3 separate regions of the Gossypium hirsutum genome follow, and regions 1 and 3 are each linked to region 2. The links are chromatin contacts, called in public Hi-C maps. All regions are on one chromosome and are shown on one strand. The core of a region is the stretch at or near the end of the contact, and the rest is flanking DNA. Distances in the headings are between cores, read along the strand shown.

Evidence for each region. Hi-C and Micro-C count contacts between places; a contact is called where the count stands out from the background.
Region 1: a Hi-C map of leaf shows a contact between it and region 2, with 2.6 times the contacts expected there. The contact joins the promoter of LOC107948870 here to the promoter of LOC107930146 in region 2. A contact is called at or near these places in 7 of 34 Hi-C or Micro-C datasets (hypocotyl, leaf and petal).
Region 3: a Hi-C map of leaf shows a contact between it and region 2, with 6 times the contacts expected there. The contact joins the promoter of LOC107930147 here to the promoter of LOC107930146 in region 2. A contact is called at or near these places in 17 of 34 Hi-C or Micro-C datasets (anther, callus, fibers and 4 more).

What each region holds. Positions count from the first base shown.
Region 1 is chrA04:75,608,762-75,611,461 of Gossypium_hirsutum_v2.1, forward strand. It overlaps LOC107948870 (protein DEFECTIVE IN EXINE FORMATION 1), which reads left to right and starts at 1,367. Exons shown (of 13, transcript XM_016883525.2): 1 at 1,367-1,797; 2 at 1,919-2,029; 3 at 2,197-2,279; 4 at 2,408-2,525; 5 at 2,630-2,700. The coding sequence starts at 1,661.
Region 2 is chrA04:76,102,667-76,105,366 of Gossypium_hirsutum_v2.1, forward strand. It overlaps LOC107930146 (transcription factor DIVARICATA), which reads left to right and starts at 1,338. Exons shown (of 2, transcript XM_016861719.2): 1 at 1,338-2,616. The coding sequence starts at 2,192.
Region 3 is chrA04:75,768,264-75,770,963 of Gossypium_hirsutum_v2.1, forward strand. It overlaps LOC107930147 (protein OCTOPUS), which reads left to right and starts at 1,384. Exons shown (of 1, transcript XM_016861720.2): 1 at 1,384-2,700. The coding sequence starts at 1,588.

The sequences.
Region 1 (2,700 bases), core at 117-2,616, 490 kb before region 2:
ATATATTTTTAATCTTCATAAGTACGTGTATATAAATTTATATGCTTACATGTTTATAGTATGTAATTTGTATACATACCCATGTACATACCTTTTAGTTTTCATAAATATATGCATGCATGCTTATTTACATTGTTTATTATGTCTTATAATATATATATACATACACGTATACATCCATACATTTCTTGCATTTTTACAATTTTATTTGCTTGATTCATTTATTCATTTATTTGTTTGCTTATTTATTTATCCATTATATTTATTTTCACAAAAGGAAAATTTTAAAAGTAAAAGTAATACTCGATATTTGGGATCTTTGAGAGAATCGAGCCCTAACGTATTGGGTTCCGATTTTCTTCGTTGAACCTAAATAATCGATATTACTCTTTTTTAAAATAATAAAAGGCTCATTATTGGGAATTCAATATGTTGTGTCCTAACGTATTAGATATGACACGTTGCTTTCCCGAGATGAGGATTTTTTTTCTAAAAATTAATAAAAGTAGTATCTCGTGTTAAGATTCGAGAAGGTCGTACCCTAACTTACTGGGTTTCGATTTTCACAATATCTAAATACACGAATCCTTTCAAACTCAAATTTTAAACGATCTCGAGAATTAAGAAAAGATCGTGCCCTAACTTACGGGGCATGATCCCTTTCCTAAACCCGAGATAATAAAATATCTTTTAAATAAATAAAATTTTGGCATTCATTAGCGTATCGAAAATTCGAGACATTGTGTCCTAACTTACTGGATATGATTCTTTTTCTCGAATAACGTGAAATATGCCATTTTCCTAAAAATTTTCAACGTTTTAATACAAGGATCGTATTTTTAATTCTTCTAAGTTTTCAATTTTCGACATTAAGACATTAAGTAATCAACTAAGGTACCAATTTTGGGCGTATCGAGGGTGCTAATCCTTCCTCGTGCGTAACCGACTCCCGAACCCGTTTTCTGAATTTCGCGGACCAAACTTGTTGTTTTAATAAAATCAAACCGTTTATTAAAAATGACCGCTTTTCGAGGTGATCCAATCACACCTTATAAAAGGATTGGTGGCGACTCCCATTTTTGTTTTCATTTTCCAAAACCCAAGTCGACCCGTTTTTCATCAAAAAATGGTGTCAACAGTAGTAATTGAAAAGAAGTTGATGAGCCGTTCGAAGGTAACTAAACTTTGGCTATTCGTTTGGTTAGGTTGGAATTTACGTTTTGAATAACACGTACTTTGGACAAAATCAACTCAATAAGTGTAAATGGCGATTCTGTTAACATATGCTATTTTCACTCTTACTGATACAGTGCCAAACAAATGAAATAACAACTGCCACAATCAACCACCTTAATTTATTTTTTAATTGAAATGCGATTGATCTTAAAAATTCTTTTTATATCCAAAATAAATTTTTTTAGGGGAATTGAATCAAATCAGTTGTTTTTAATTCATTGAATCATCGATTAAACAACAAATAAAAACTAACCAGCTGAATTCACCCCATTCAATACCTACATCAGGGTTTATAATATTTTCTATCATCTTCTTTTCCCATTTCCAAATTTTCTTTCATCTGCAAAATAATATTCCTTAAATAGTTACGCATTTTTTTATTCTTTTCTCTCCAAAATTTCTGGAGTGAAAACCATCAGACAGTATGATATCCTTCGACATTAGGGTCGTTTGGTTTCTTTTCCTTTTGATTACTCGCTGGAGTTTCACTTATGGCCAGGACTCCAAAAATAAATTCCGTGAACGAAGGGCCACGGACGACGAACTTGGTTATCCCGAAATGTATGTTCGTTTCTACCTTCGTCGATCTTAATATTCTTTTTTTTTTCGGATTTGGCAATTGGATTCAATCAGAGGAGAGGAGCTGTTGTTATAAGAAAATTTATCATGTTTGAATGTGTAGGGATGAAGATGCCTTGTTGAACACACAATGCCCCAGAAATTTAGAACTTAGATGGCAAACAGAGGTCAGCTCTAGCATTTTTGCTACTCCGTTGATCACAGATATCAATAGGTGAAGTTTTAGTCTTCCTTTAAATTTTACCTTTTCCTTTTATTGCGTGGTGATCTTTTGATGTATTAAAATTTTACTTCTTTTCATTTCATTTTCCGAAATCTACTGATTTTATAGTAAATTAATCTTTTGTCATGATTTAGTTGACTCGATTGTGTAATTCTTAGTGACGGGAAGCTTGATATAGTAGTTCCCGCATTTGTTCACTACCTAGAAGTTCTAGAAGGTTCTGATGGCGACAAAATGCCGGGTACTAATCCTTTGTTTTCTTCTGCCCATGTTCGAATCAAATTTTTAAGATAAACTTGTTTATTTAGTTCTGCAATCTGTAGTAATTTTATTAAAGTTGATGTCTTTGAGTTTTCGATAATATGGCAGGTTGGCCTGCTTTTCACCAGTCAACCGTGCATTCTAGTCCTCTCCTGTTTGATATTGATAATGATGGTGTCACAGAAATTGCTCTGGCTACCTACAATGGCGAAGTACTTTTTTTCAGGTTATTTAATTGCTCACTATCTAAAATGCTCCTTTCCTAAGTTGCTACAGGAACTCGTGGTGGTGATGTTTGCATACTAATTTCTCCAAGTTTCTTACTTTTAGGATTTCAGGCTACATTATGACTGATAAATTGTCAGTACCTCGTAGAAAAGTTCGTAAAGATTGGTATGTGG
Region 2 (2,700 bases), core at 88-2,587:
TTTTAAGGGCTCAATTCAGGGACTATATGCATGTGTATGAATAATTTATTATGTGATTACAATTGAATTATATAAGGTTCAAATGTTTCTGATTGTTTAGTAATACTCTATAACCCTAATCCGACGACAGAAACGAGTTAAGGGTGTTACAGAAAGAGAGAAGGGCAAGATATATTCTCTAGAGTAGGTGAGAAAGTAGAGAAGGTTATGATGTACAATGTTTTACAGAAAACAAAATGATAAGACATTTTACTATAAAACTTGTTTTTTAAAAGTTGACTTGTACATTATTTTTACATTAATGCACTTGTTTTATCGTACCAAACATAAAAAAAAACATAAAAAAATTGATTTGGATTTGGCAATAAGAAATTTAGCCCTTAAAGTTTACATATTTTGTCAATTTAATGTTAATTTTAACAAATTTATCTCATTACATTTGTGTAAATTAAGGCTAAATTTGTTGAATTTTTTAGAATTAAGACTAAAATGACAAAATATGTAAACATCGAAGGCTAATTTTGTTGCTATATCAATCAAAGTATTACTATTGATAGATGACATAAATGTCATTTTTTTTGAACAATCTCATTATAGATTTTGATGATATCTGCTTTTTTTAATATAATGTCTAGAACAACTCATAGCCCCTCCCCAACCCTTAAATAGGAGGATAATACGCTTCAGCACACTCAAACCCACATCTTCCTACACTAACATCAATGTCTATGTTAATTGAGCTAAAATTCAATCAACACATTAACGTCGTTATTAATTGTTATTACATTGCTCACTTTCGAAACTGACGAGGATTAAATTGCTTTAATATTTTTTAGAGCGATCAATTTGCTCAATTTCAAAATTGGGAGAATAAAAAATCCTTTTAACTAAATATACATTAATCTAATTCTTATATATATTTTAACTAGTTAATATGAATAAAGTTATTTGATAATTTTACTTCCAAATACAAAAATTAAAAGTAACTAAATCTCAACTTTTATGTTTAGTAAAAAAAAAAGCAAGTATTTTATTTTATTCCACAAATAGTCTTAAAATATTGACATATATCTTTGTTTTAATATTTTATTATACTCTTATAGAATACTTATCAATATCTCACCGAAATCTAAAAATTCCACTATTAATTAATAATTTCTCAAAAAATATATTTAATACTTTTAACTTCAAAATCAAATTTCTCTACTAATTTTGTAATGAAAAAGCACATTTCACCTCCCATTAAAACTTTGGATGACACGAAGGACAAACATCTCACGTGCCAAAATTGGTCATCTCCAAATAAAAAGACCAGAAAACCAAACATCCAATTTCATTCACCAACAAGCCAAATGTCCGTCGATGTCTCTCTTCTGATTGGCCATCACCCTTCCCTCATAATATTTTAGAGAAAAAGAGCGTTGCTTTGGCCACAGTAGCGCCCACAATTCTTCAACACCAATCACAAGTTAGCAGCTTTGACCCCTCTCTTTCTCTCTGCCTTCACTTTCAGTCTCATCATTCTCTGTTTCATAGTTTTGTAAGCAGTACAAAATATAACTCAAAAGAGTGTGCTTATAATTCATTTCTATCATGCACTCTCTCTTTCTTCTCCTTGCTTTTGCTTTATCTTCCTAACAAAATATAAACTGCTAAAGATTTCCCCCCACTTTTAGCTCTCCAATTCTCTAGAACCTTCTTTGTTTTGTTTTATTGTTTTTGCTTTCTTCATCGATTTACTGCGTTCTTTTTTTTTTCCAGTTTGTGTTTAAATCTATGATCTGGGTTTTTAAATTTTAATCTCTATATCAATTTTCTAGTTGTAATTGTAGTATGTAATTTTGGATCTACTATGTATGTCGGGGTTTTTCATTTATATTTGCAAAGATCTGCTTTTTTCTTTTTTTTTTTCTACCAGCTCTCGAATTTTCCTTGGGTTTTGGAAAGTTCAATTTTTTGAGATTCCTCAACTTAATCTTGTGTGAAAAAGGGTACCGAATCCATTTTAATGTTTTTATGATTTGATATTTCGTTGCTAATTTAAAACAGCCTTACTTCTCTGCATTTTTCTAATTTGGTTTTTCTCTCTCTTTGAACAATTTCATTCAAAGAGGGAGAAAAGCATAGTTTTCTTCTTTCTTTTTTTGCGTACGGGCAAATCATCTTTGGCAGTTTACATAACCAGTAACAAATGAATAGGGGACTTGAAATTCTCTCTCCAGCCTCTTATTTACATACTTCCAATTGGTTTTTTCAAGAGAGTAAAGGTACTAAATGGACGCCTGAAGAGAACAAGTGCTTTGAAAATGCTTTGGCTTTATATGATAAAGATACCCCTGATCGATGGATTAAGGTGGCATCTATGATTCCTGGAAAAACAGTTGGGGATGTCATCAAGCAATACAGAGAATTGGAAGAAGATGTGAGTGATATAGAGGCTGGCCTGATTCCAATCCCTGGATATAGCAGTGAATCTTTTACATTGGAGTGGGGTAATGATAGTCAAGGCTTTGATGGATTTAGACACTATTACACTCCTGGTAAAAGAGGGACTGGGTCTCGTTCTTCTGATCAAGAAAGGAAGAAAGGAGTGCCATGGACTGAAGAAGAACACAGGTAACTGCTAGCCCTTTTTTTTGGTTCTTTATATATTTGACAATTATGATCAGTCCTTAGGATATCAGGTATCAATGGAGTTTC
Region 3 (2,700 bases), core at 134-2,633, 330 kb before region 2:
CAATATCTTCAAGTGCTGGATTCATTGGGAGATGCTTAAATCAACTATTTTACCATGTGACCTTAACTCAAAGTCTAAAGAAATCAGACTTATGGTTAGTAATGTCACATCTTCTAACGTTATTGTTACTTTTTGTATAAGAGATAAAATGTATGAGTCTCGGGTCTCCATTAGTCAATCAGAGAGAGATGAATGTCGAAATGGACATAACTTTCCAAGGCTATCATTATTGAAATCAATGGCTATTAGGTGATGAATGATTCTACTATCAAGTGGATTTACTCCCATATTACTATGACAATAAACCATTAGAGAATCCTCCATTATTGTAAAATTTTGAGTGACATATCATTTTATGATTGAAAACATCTATTTAGAAAATCTTAAGTATGTATCATAGTATAAAATGTATAAAACGAATATTTTGGGTTTTCTAAAAAAACTAATGAGTTGGATGGAATATTTATAGATTTTAAGGTTAGGTTCATTTAGAAGTTTTTTAAAGAGGTGGTGAGGTGTATTCAAAGTTTCGTTTCTCTTTTCAAATAATCGGATATAGATTACTATTTACATATTTAAAAAAGCCATGAAGACCTTGACACCTACGGATGTCAAGTTCTATTTAAGTGTTATCCATATCCTTACAAAATTACATTATATTATTATAGTTTAAAACTTAAATAATTTATGGTGAACTTCATATCTATAGGTACTTTTTTAATCATTTCATAATGATTGTCTTGATTCTAATGGGATGCAAAAAGTTTGATGGCACATTACATATTACAAAACTCAAACCCTAAAAACACATTTTGAGAATTAACTTTTGAAGAAACCTATTTTAAGATTTAATTAGGGATAAGGCAACATTTAGTCATTAAACTTAGCAACTTTTCTCACCTTAATCCATAAATTTATTTTGGTCCACATTAGTTTTTAACTTGGCAAATTTCCCAATTTGGTCCCTAAAGTTGGATTCAAGTAAGGTATGTCAACGTGACACTTTGAGATTATTCCACGTCGCTACTTGGATTTTTTTATTTTTTAATTATATATATTTAAAATTTTCAAGTGATGATATAGTACAATCTAAGAGTGTCATGTCATCACACCTTGGGATCAAATTGAAAAAAAGTTACCAAGTTCTGGGACTAATGTGGACCAAAAATAGTTTAAGGACCAAGTTGTAAGAATAGTTAAATTTAGGGACTAAAAATTGTTTTATCCCTTTTAATTAAATATTTTACAATATTTAAGTGGAAAACCCTAACTAAAGTATACGTGTCATGGGTCACTCGCCGAGATTTTCTATTATTTATTTATTTATTTATGTCTTCTTCTTTTTACTATTTATCTTTATTTTCTAATTTTTTTTTCCAGTTACTACCATCATTCTGTTTTCTCTTTCTTTCTTGTCACTGTCTTTTGGAGCTAAACAGTATTGAAAGGCCCAATCCCAGAGGGAAAGGGGAAAACCAAATTAAACAAAAACTAATTTCTCTTACATTTTATTTTTTTATTTTATAATTTTATAATTTATTAATTTTCTCTGACTGAAGCTACTAATATGAGCAGAGCGCTCCTCTCATGCCACTACCGGTTATGAATCCCAACGTGGAGCCACCAGTTCCTGGGTTAGCACCGCCGCCACAACCGCCTCAGCCTCACCGTCCTTCTACCTCCTGTGACCGCCATCCTCAAGAGCATTTTACTGGCTTTTGCCCCTCATGCCTCTACGAACGTCTCGCTGTTCTCGAGCCTTCGTCTTCTTCTGCTTCTTCTTCTTCTCGGAAACCTCCCATCGCCGCCAGTACTTCAACCGCCACCGCTGCACTTAAAGCCATTTTCAAGCCTTCCGGAGGAGGTGGTACACAGTCCGGGTTTTTTCCCGAGCTCCGGCGAACAAAGTCCTTTTCGGCCTCGAAAAACGAGGGTTTCTCTGGTGTTTTTGAGCCCCAGAGGAAATCTTGTGACGTTAGGGCTCGAAACACCCTTTGGTCACTCTTTCATCAAGAAGCAACTGCAAACGGGAGGTCTTCTGAAGTTGCTGAAGCTGAAGCTCGAAATTTGGCTTCTTCGACTGTTGGTCAAGGTCCTGTTTTTGAAAGCAAAGAAGAAGACCAAACTGAGAGTGAAACCGATCACAATGACGACATAGTGATCGTAGAAGAACAACCGCCCAATGTGGCTGCTTCTGCTACGAATTTGATAGAAGAGAAAGTTGAAGAAATTGTGGAAGAATACGAAAAGGAACTGTGCCAAGAAGAGCAGCTGAAGCCCATGAAGGATCATATAGATCTTGATTCGCAAACAAAGAACGCTTCTGGACGAGATCTCAAAGAGATTGCTGGGAGTTTCTGGTCAGCTGCTTCAGTCTTCAGCAAGAAATTACAAAAATGGAGGCAAAAACAAAAACTTAAAAAGAGGGGAAATGGATGTGGGTCAGCGAGATTGCCAGTGGAGAAGCCCATAGGGAGACAATACAGAGAAACCCAGTCAGAAATTGCGGATTATGGGTTCGGGAGAAGGTCTTGTGATACAGACCCAAGGTTTTCCCTTGATGCTGGGAGGATGTCATTTGATGCACCAAGGATGTCTTTTGATGCAGCAAGAATGTCATGTGATGATCCCAGATATTCTTTTGATGAACCAAGAGCTTCCTGCGATGGATATCTGATGGGGAGAATGTTCCCAAGAATG